2 separate regions of the Felis catus genome follow, and region 1 is linked to region 2. A link is a contact called in public Hi-C data. All regions are on one chromosome and are shown on one strand. The core of a region is the stretch at or near the end of the contact, and the rest is flanking DNA. Distances in the headings are between cores, read along the strand shown. Region 1 overlaps SPCS3 (signal peptidase complex subunit 3). Region 2 has its middle 18 kb from the start of WDR17.

Region 1 (4,167 bases), core at 126-2,625, 250 kb after region 2:
TTGAAGCGATTTAGGAAATTGTTTACAAATAACAGATTCGTAAGAAAAAAATTCATGAAAATACTGAAGATGTGTTTGAGGATTTTCGTAATTGCAACAAACAGCCTTTTTTTCTAATGAAGATGAATTTTGTTTACGAGTAGAAGTGTGCATTTTAAAAGACTTTCAGATACATGCTTTTTATGTCAAGCTGCTGAACTAGAAGAAAATGAAGCCAAGTTGAGTAAACTTAAGTTCTTGTTTTTTTTTCCCTTTTGTGGGGTGGGTGGTGGGGGGAGGTTATTTACATCTAAAATATCTTCTCCAGACACTGTATGCTCCTTTCCTAGACTGTAAGCTCTTTGAGGGCAGTCCTGTCGGATTTGTCTTTGTATCTTTCCCCGCGCCTAGCACAGTGCCTTGCACGGACCAGGCGCCTAATAAATACGGATGATGAATGCAGTCCTTTGTCTTTGTGGCCAAACCGCGGGGCCGCTTTGTTGCCGACACTCTCCCTGCCTGGTGAGTGCCCCCGGTGACGTGGGGTGAGTCTTGTTTCCTTGTAGACCCCGAGGCCAGGATGCTGCTGCTCCTGCTTCTGTGACCAGTGTTCTCCCAGCCCTCACTTTTGATCGGGAGCCAGCCAAGGGTAGTGAGTGAAGGAGGAGTGATCTGGAAAGTGCTTTACTCTAGTACGAGAAAACCACAACCTAGACCCGACTCAAAATCTGCAAGATGCGTGCTTAGCTCCTGAAGGAATTGCTGGGGAATGCGGGTGCCTCCGTGTCAAGGTCTGGTTTGCCGAGCCTGCACCGGTTTGGCCCCCAGCCCTCACACGTCTGGCTCATGGGGCTGCACTGAACCTGGGCATTTCCAGAAAATTCCACCTTTTATCTATCCTTTATCTACCTCAGAAGAGAGAGGAGTTTCGAAGAAAACAGCGTTTCCCAGGGAACTCAGCCAAAGCAACTCCCTCAAGGATAGAGAATCAGCTGACTTCAGTGGGGACTTGTGTTTAAAGCCTAAGCGTATGTTATTTGGGAGGACACGAGAGGTCAGGCCAGCTTTTGGCTTTGTTTTCTTCAAACCTGGGCAACCCCGCATCAGAACTTCAGTGCTTAGATCTGTGTCGTACTCGCCAGGTCATAGGTTAAAGCAAGAGTCCGGGGCTCAGTAAACCGTTGCCTGATTCCTGAGTTCTTCCTGCAGAGAGAAGAGTGAGTGCATGGCTTTGGCAGGTGTGCCCTGTTCTACCTGAAGAGACCTGGAGCTGAAAGTAGCTTCCCAGCTGGGCCTTCCCCTCCCCCGAGAGAGTAGCAACGAGGCATCCCCTTTCTGGAACGTGGGTGCTTCCCACACATCCCGCTGGTGCATCTGTTGAGGGTAGCTGGCAGGAGGCATCTGGGAGGAGAAAAGTAAGCGTGCTGATCGGCAGGGGATCCGTGAGACACAGCCTCTGCTCTTCTAAGGCCACCACTTCTGCGCCCCTCGCCCCGCTGCCTTGCAGGCTCGGAAGGGCTGTAACCTGCCTGGGAGAGGAGGGGAGTACGAATCTGAAGGGTGGGAGTTGGAGGAGCGGGGAGGAGGAGGGTTCTGAGATGCGAATCCGAAAACAAGGGCATTTGGGCGTAGAGGGCACCGCATCCCGTTAGAAGAGCCCCCCACGTTTGTTTGAGAAGTTGGGGGCCTGTCCCATTGCTGCAGCCCCTGCTGCTAAGACCCCCGCTGTTGTATTACCCTGTCTGCCGAGACCAGGCGGGCCTGAAATCCTCTGGGATCACGTTCACCTCTAAGTAATGTTTTACCAACGCTTTGATGTTGGGAGAGACTGACGGCTACCTGCTCGCTGCTCTCATCTCGGCATTCGAGAGCTCAAATACTTACTCTGCGTTAATTCAGGTCCCACTAACTGCTGTCATAGAGAAACCTCAAAATTTGAGTAGTTCATTTCCTGCCTTAAGGAAGCCAAAGTGGGAAGGAGGTGAGGGGGTCCGGCAGTTTTCCAGAAGGTGTGATTGAAGGGCCCAGGTGTGTCCCATCTCATGACAGCCATCCCGGGGTGGGGGGAGGGAGGGAGGCCCTCAGCCCTCCCAGCTGGCTGGCTGGGGTGGGGGAAACTGCAGAAATCTTGCTGCTTAATTAGCTTGGCCCAGAAGCGTCACAAAACGTTTTAGCGTTTTCTGTGTTTTTTTGTTTAAATTGTGTAGGCATTCAGAGTTTTCTGAAAGTGAGCATATTAGGTTTTAAGAGTTAGGTTTTAAAACACTTATCGGGCATTAGAATTCCCTGACAAATGTAATCTTTCTCCCTAGTACTCCCTCCTTAGAGTGATTTTTATTTTTTAAGTTTCGGTGAAGGGGTACCCAGTTTTTACTGATTTCCTTCTTCCCTGGTTGCTGCTGTTTGCATCACTCAATGCTGTTCGAATACACAAAAGATCTCTTAGTGAATGCTGTTCACAGCTCTCGCCCAACTTTGATCTCGTGTTCTCCATGCCTTTAGGACTTGGAAGAGATTCCTGGGAGTCAGACTATTAAGTGCGGGTAACTTTGAACACTTGAGAGCCCATCAAAGCTGCTGGGACTCCATGGCTTCCATACAAGGAGCCTAAGCAAACGTTTCACTGAAAGCACTCCAGCATGTAACACATCTACACACACAGCCACCATTGGCCACCTTGATCTTTCGGTTTGCCAAGCAGGCTCGCGTTGCATGAACTTCTCAGTACCTCCTGGAGCCTCTGATTGAATGTGACAAGCCTTGTGTCTACTCATTTCATCAGCTCAGGCATGTCACATGGCAAAGCCTTTGACCCAAAGTCAAAAGGGTGGAAATGTAAAATCGATCAGGAAGTAATGCAAGTCTCAAGAAGCACTTTGTAATCCTCTTAAGAGGAAGGGGGAGGGAATTCTTGGGAGTAATGACATAATTTATCACACATCCCTAAGTGACAATTTAGTTTTGCTTGGCTATGAGCATAAGTGAATGTTATCATAGGAGTTTTTTTTTTTTTTTTTTTTTTTTTTTTTTTTTTGTCTTGCTGCTTTGGCTCAGTAAATTTGAGAGATTCATTAATGTTTTTGTGGGAAGCTATAGTTTATGCTGAATTTTCATTGTGTAATAATTGTAATATAGTAATGCATAGCAATCCGTAGTCTGCATAATTTCTTCACCTGTTCTATTGATGGACAGTTGTGAGTATTCTCACACAGGTAGCCTGGTGGGTTTGTGTTTCTCTAGGAAAGAGATCTTCAGACATTTTTGGTTGCACATCAAAGATTTATGGGGTGAAAAAAAGAATTGCTAATATTATTAAACATCTAAAATTTTTCATCTTGTGAAAATAGTATAAAGGTTGTAATTTTTGGCATCGTGTAAATATTAAAATTTTAAAGTACAAACGTGTATTACTGTAAGACATGTAGCTAAATGTATCAAATGGAACAGAAATATGATTGATAGTCACATTTATTTTATTTCTAATGAACAAGTTCTTCCTTAATGGTAAAATGTTTAATTATTCTTTTTTCTTCTGCTTAAAATCATACTTACATTCCTTTGCCCCAATAAAATTTATCATAATGGGTATCGGTACAGATAGCAATATTTTCAAAAATCTTTGGTAACTGTACCACGCTTCTTCGTAGTCAAAATATGTACATAAAATTTTCTATAACCTCATTGTTCTAAGTGTGTGGTTTATTGATTTATTCACTGATAACATTTATTCACCTTTGAGAGACAGAGAGCGCGAGCGGGGAAGGTGCAGAGAGTGAGGGAGGCAGAATCCGAAGCAGGCTCCAGGCTCTGAGCTGTCAGCACAGAGCCCAACGTGGGGCTCGAACCCACGAACCACAAGATCGTGACCTGAGCCTAAGTTGGATGCTTAACCAACTGAGCCATCCAGGTGCCCCCTAAGTGTTTAAAAGCTATTCCATCTACCAACAGTACACAATCAAAATATAGATATATTAGAAATTTTTTTTTCACCTTTTTTTTTTTTTTTTTTTTTTTGGGGACAGAGAGAGACAGAGCATGAACGGGGGAGGGGCAGAGAGAGAGGGAGACACAGAATCGGAAACAGGCTCCAGGCTCCGAGCCATCAGCCCTGAGCCTGACGCGGGGCTCGAACTCACGGACCGCGAGATCGTGACCTGGCTGAAGTCGGACGCTTAACCGACTGCGCCA
Region 2 (4,088 bases), core at 93-2,592:
GCAGCGTGACTTCCTTTAACTGAAACTTTTCTTTGCAGGGAAACATGCACCGTGTCTGGCTGAGGGCTGTTTCTCAGAGAGCTGGCGTTATGCTTATTAAAAACTGACCATTCATTCATTCGTTCGTTCAATAAATACATACTGTGCACCTACCGGGACCTACTGGGCGTCCTCTCTGAGATGCTGCCGATACGGCAGTAAACAATATGGGCAAAGTCCCCGCCTGTTTCTAGTGGAATTGGTGGTGAGAGAGAGACAGAGAGAGAGAGGAGAGATGTTGGGTGTGGCTGACTGATCTAGAGAGGACTAATGCAGGCTAAGGAGCATAGAAAGTATCACGCAAAGAGTTGCTACTTATGAAATGGATTCAGGAAGGATTCTCTGATCACACTCCATCAGGGTTCGGAAGGAAGCAAAGGAGGAAAACACATGGAAATCAGGGACACCAGTGTGTGAGGGCTGAGGCGGATGCACAGACCAGCACTGAGAGACTCGACTTTACATGAGCTGTTTCGTTCGAGATTTCACACGAAGCGGAATCTCCCTACCAGCAACTAAGAGAACTTGCATACCAAGGGCACAGTGAATAACCTTTTTCCCCACTAGGGGACTGTATGGTTTGGGCTCACAGCCTGATATTAAGTACATTACAGAGAGCTTCCTCTGTGTGTTTAATATCAAAGGAGAAACTTTATGTAGAGCATATTCCATTCCTGATAGAAAAGGAAATCAGCAAACTTTAAAAGAGAGGGGCCCCTGGGTGGCTCAGTTGGGTGAGCTTCTGGCTCTTGCTTTGGCTTGGGCGGTGATCTCATGGTTCGTGGGATGGAGCCCCCGCATGAGGCTTGAGCTCAAGCTAACAGTGCAGAGGCTGCTTGGGATTCTCTTCCACTCATGCTCTCTCTCTCTCTCTCTCTCTCTCTCTCTCTCTCTCTCTCTCTGTCTCTCTCTCTCTCTCTCTCTGTCTCTCTCAAAATGAATAAATAAACTTAAAACAACAACAAAACCTGTAAAAAAATCCAATTCACTTGAATGATCCGCTCTCCTTTTGTTGTAGTTGAAAGCACACTCCACCAGAGGGCAGCCTAACACCAGGAGTGAATCGGTGTTCTTTAGGCAGTATCATCTTGGTGAAATTGTTACTTAAATCTTTCTTGTTTTCCAAAAGCTTAATTTAAATGCTTTGCAAACACTCTATTGTCTTTGTTACATAGCTAGATCTTGATAATAAATTCTGTTTTTAGGGTGACTGACCACCCACGTTGGCGTGGGCCAAGGGGGAGGTATGAGAACACAGGACATGGGACTTTCAGCGTCAGAACCAGGGAAGTCCAGAGAAAACTGAGAGTAGGTGCTCGTCTACTGCAGTGACTCCTAATGTTTGTGTTTAGCAAGGCCTTTCTTTTTTAATTTAGAAGTCCGGGCCACACAGAGTTCTGATTCAGAAGGTCTAGGAAGCTGCATTTTTTAACAAGGTTCTTGGTGCTTTGGCTATACGCAGACCTAGCTTTCAGAAACACCAGTTGTAAGATTTTTATTTAAATTCCCTGAAAAAGGAGGGGGGGGGCATGTGACATCAGTTTAAGAATATAAACTCACAGGAGCACCTGGGTGGCTCAGTTGGTTAAGCGCTGAACTTCGGCTCAGGTCATGATCTCACAATTCGTGGGTTTGAGCCCCGCGTCAGGTTCTGTGCTGACCGCTCAGAGCCTGGAGCCTACTTCCGGTTCTGTGTCTCCGTCTCTCTACCACTTGCACTCTGTCTCTCTCTGTCTCAAAAATAAACATTAAAGCTATTTAAAAAAAAAAAAAAGGAATATAAACTCGCAGTAATTGAGAAGAAAAATGTAATGATTTTATTTTATCCTCCCCCCCAAATTGCTTTTATTGGCAATAAAACTAGTTTTTCTTCTATTACATTGATTTATGTATAAAGATAAGTATTTTGTCCACTGATGAGAAATAAAAAAAAAGTAATTTAGAGCTTGTATTACTATCTAAATGATAATCACAACAGCGATTACTTATTGATTGCCTAATCTAGGCTAGCAGTGTGTTAAGCCCTTTCACATCCTTTTCTCAGGCCATCCTTAAAATAACCCTGTAAACTGATTACTATTTGTTACACTTTCAGATTAGGATACTGTAGCTCAAAGATGCTGAGTACGTGTCTCGCACCAAAGACGAGACAGTCGCACCCTAGAATCCAAGCATAGATCTAGGCCTAAAAACTCATTCTTTTTGCTAAATACAACCGTGCTTTCTCCGAATTTTAACCTTTTAGCATCTTTCAGTGTGTCTTCTCCGGGCATCAGTGGAGAAGTCAAAGAGACCACGTTTATCACTCACAACATGAATCTCAGAAGTACTTTTCCCTCAGAAACAATTAACACCTTAGGCTTACATTCAAGGCCCCAGGTAAAAGCAAGAATCATCTTCCTGAACCATCAATTTTAGTGAACAGTGAATATTTCGGGTAAAAATGTATTTGGGGGCACGTGCGTGGCTCAGTCGGTTAAGCCTCTGACTTTTTTTTGTATTTTTTTTTTTAATGTCTATTTATTTTTGAGAGAGACAGAGACAGAATGTGAGTGGGTTGGGGCAGAGAGAGGGGGAGGCACAGAATCCAAAGCAGGCTCCAGGCTCCGAGCTGTCAGCACAGAGCCTGATGTGGGGCTCGAACTCACGGACCATGAGATCATGACCTGAGCCGAAGTCGGACACTCAACTGACTGAGCCCCCCAGGCGCCCCAAGCCTCTGACTCTTGATTTCTGCTGAGGGCTCAGGTCAGCATCTCATGGTTGTGAATTCAAGTCCTGCCTTAGGCTCCATGCTGAGTGTGGAACCTGCTTAAGATTCTCTCTCTCCCTCTCTCTCTGCCCTTGCTGGGCTCGCACTTTCTCTCTCTCAAAATAAAATGTAAATAAATAAATAAATAAATAAATAAATAAGCGTTTTGTATTAAAAATATGGATACATTTTATGGCGTCCAATGTGACATTCTCATCAAGTTCTAATATAGTTTGAAACTTCCAAAAAATTCTGTAGTCACACAATGCTCTCATTAAAAGTTCACACTTTGCTCCCTGCTTTTTTTTTGTTTTCTTTTAGGGAAAAACTCGGAAAGCACTGATATCATTGATCCCCTGGTTTCAAGGTTTCTTTAGCTTCATAAACCACTTTATAAATGAGTGGGTTAAAGCATGTATCACTTCCAGACACATCCACCAAGACTGCCAAGGAAGTAATTTTTACACGATGTAAAATGATACAGTGGGTTTTCTTTCTGTTTATAAATAGAAAACCAGACAGGTGATACAAAGATAGCTATTTATGTTTCTGAACAGAACTACAGGGAAATAATTAGACAATAGTAATCATTTAGAGGTCTTTAAAATATATCATTTAAATCAGAGAAACGCGTCAAGCGAATGGAGAACTCCGTTTGGCTACTTGCGTCGATACTAGGTTTTTGGGTTTTTTTTAAGTTTATTTATTTATTTTAAGAGAGAGACAGTGGGAGCCGGGGAGGGGCAGAGACAGAGGGAGAGAGAGAATCCCAAGTTCAGAGTCCATTGCTCGAACCCATGAACCGTGAGATCACGACCTGAGCTGAGATCAAGAGTTGGACACTTAACTGACTGAGTCACCCAGAAGCCCCCAGATACTAGTTCTAAAAAACGGGTGCGTCTGCACCTCTGGAAGCCTGTGCTGATGTCACGTGCTTCTAGTGTCATAACTTTGCCACGTTAACATTTTATTACGTGAACACGTAACACTTCCCGCCTGCCTGGGTCTGCACTGCCCTGGTACCTTTGTTTGTTTGGGAAATTCCTAATCACTGTTGAGTAGCCTTTTCTCTGTGAGGACTCCTCAAGTCCCCTTCATCTTCTGAAATTCCACATGCTGATTTTATAGCACTTACCACATTGTACCAGAGTTATTCTTGTATTTATTTATTTTTTAAGTGAGAATGCTTTTTTATTTTTTATTTTAGAGACAACGTGATTAGGGGGGAGGGGCAGAGGGAGAGAGAATCTCAAGAAGTCTCTGCCCTGAGCGTGGAGCCCCTGAGGTGGGGCTCGAT

The links. A called contact is a pair of places that touch in the nucleus more often than the background predicts.
Region 1: a contact with region 2 is called in a Hi-C map of skin fibroblasts, with 5 times the contacts expected there. The contact joins two enhancer-like sites. A contact is called at or near these places in 2 of 3 Hi-C or Micro-C datasets (fibroblasts and skin fibroblasts).

What each region holds. Positions count from the first base shown.
Region 1 is chrB1:7,935,371-7,939,537 of F.catus_Fca126_mat1.0, forward strand. It overlaps SPCS3 (signal peptidase complex subunit 3), which reads left to right. Exons shown (of 5, transcript XM_023252310.2): 5 at 1-441. Among named protein-coding and RNA genes, the nearest start is that of SPCS3, 14 kb to the left of the region's middle. Within about 2 kb of position 1,376, at least 1 of the 10 cell types and tissues checked has an H3K27ac peak or open chromatin away from gene starts, as enhancers often do.
Region 2 is chrB1:7,685,004-7,689,091 of F.catus_Fca126_mat1.0, forward strand. No RefSeq gene overlaps it. Among named protein-coding and RNA genes, the nearest start is that of WDR17, 18 kb to the right of the region's middle. Within about 2 kb of position 1,343, at least 1 of the 10 cell types and tissues checked has an H3K27ac peak or open chromatin away from gene starts, as enhancers often do.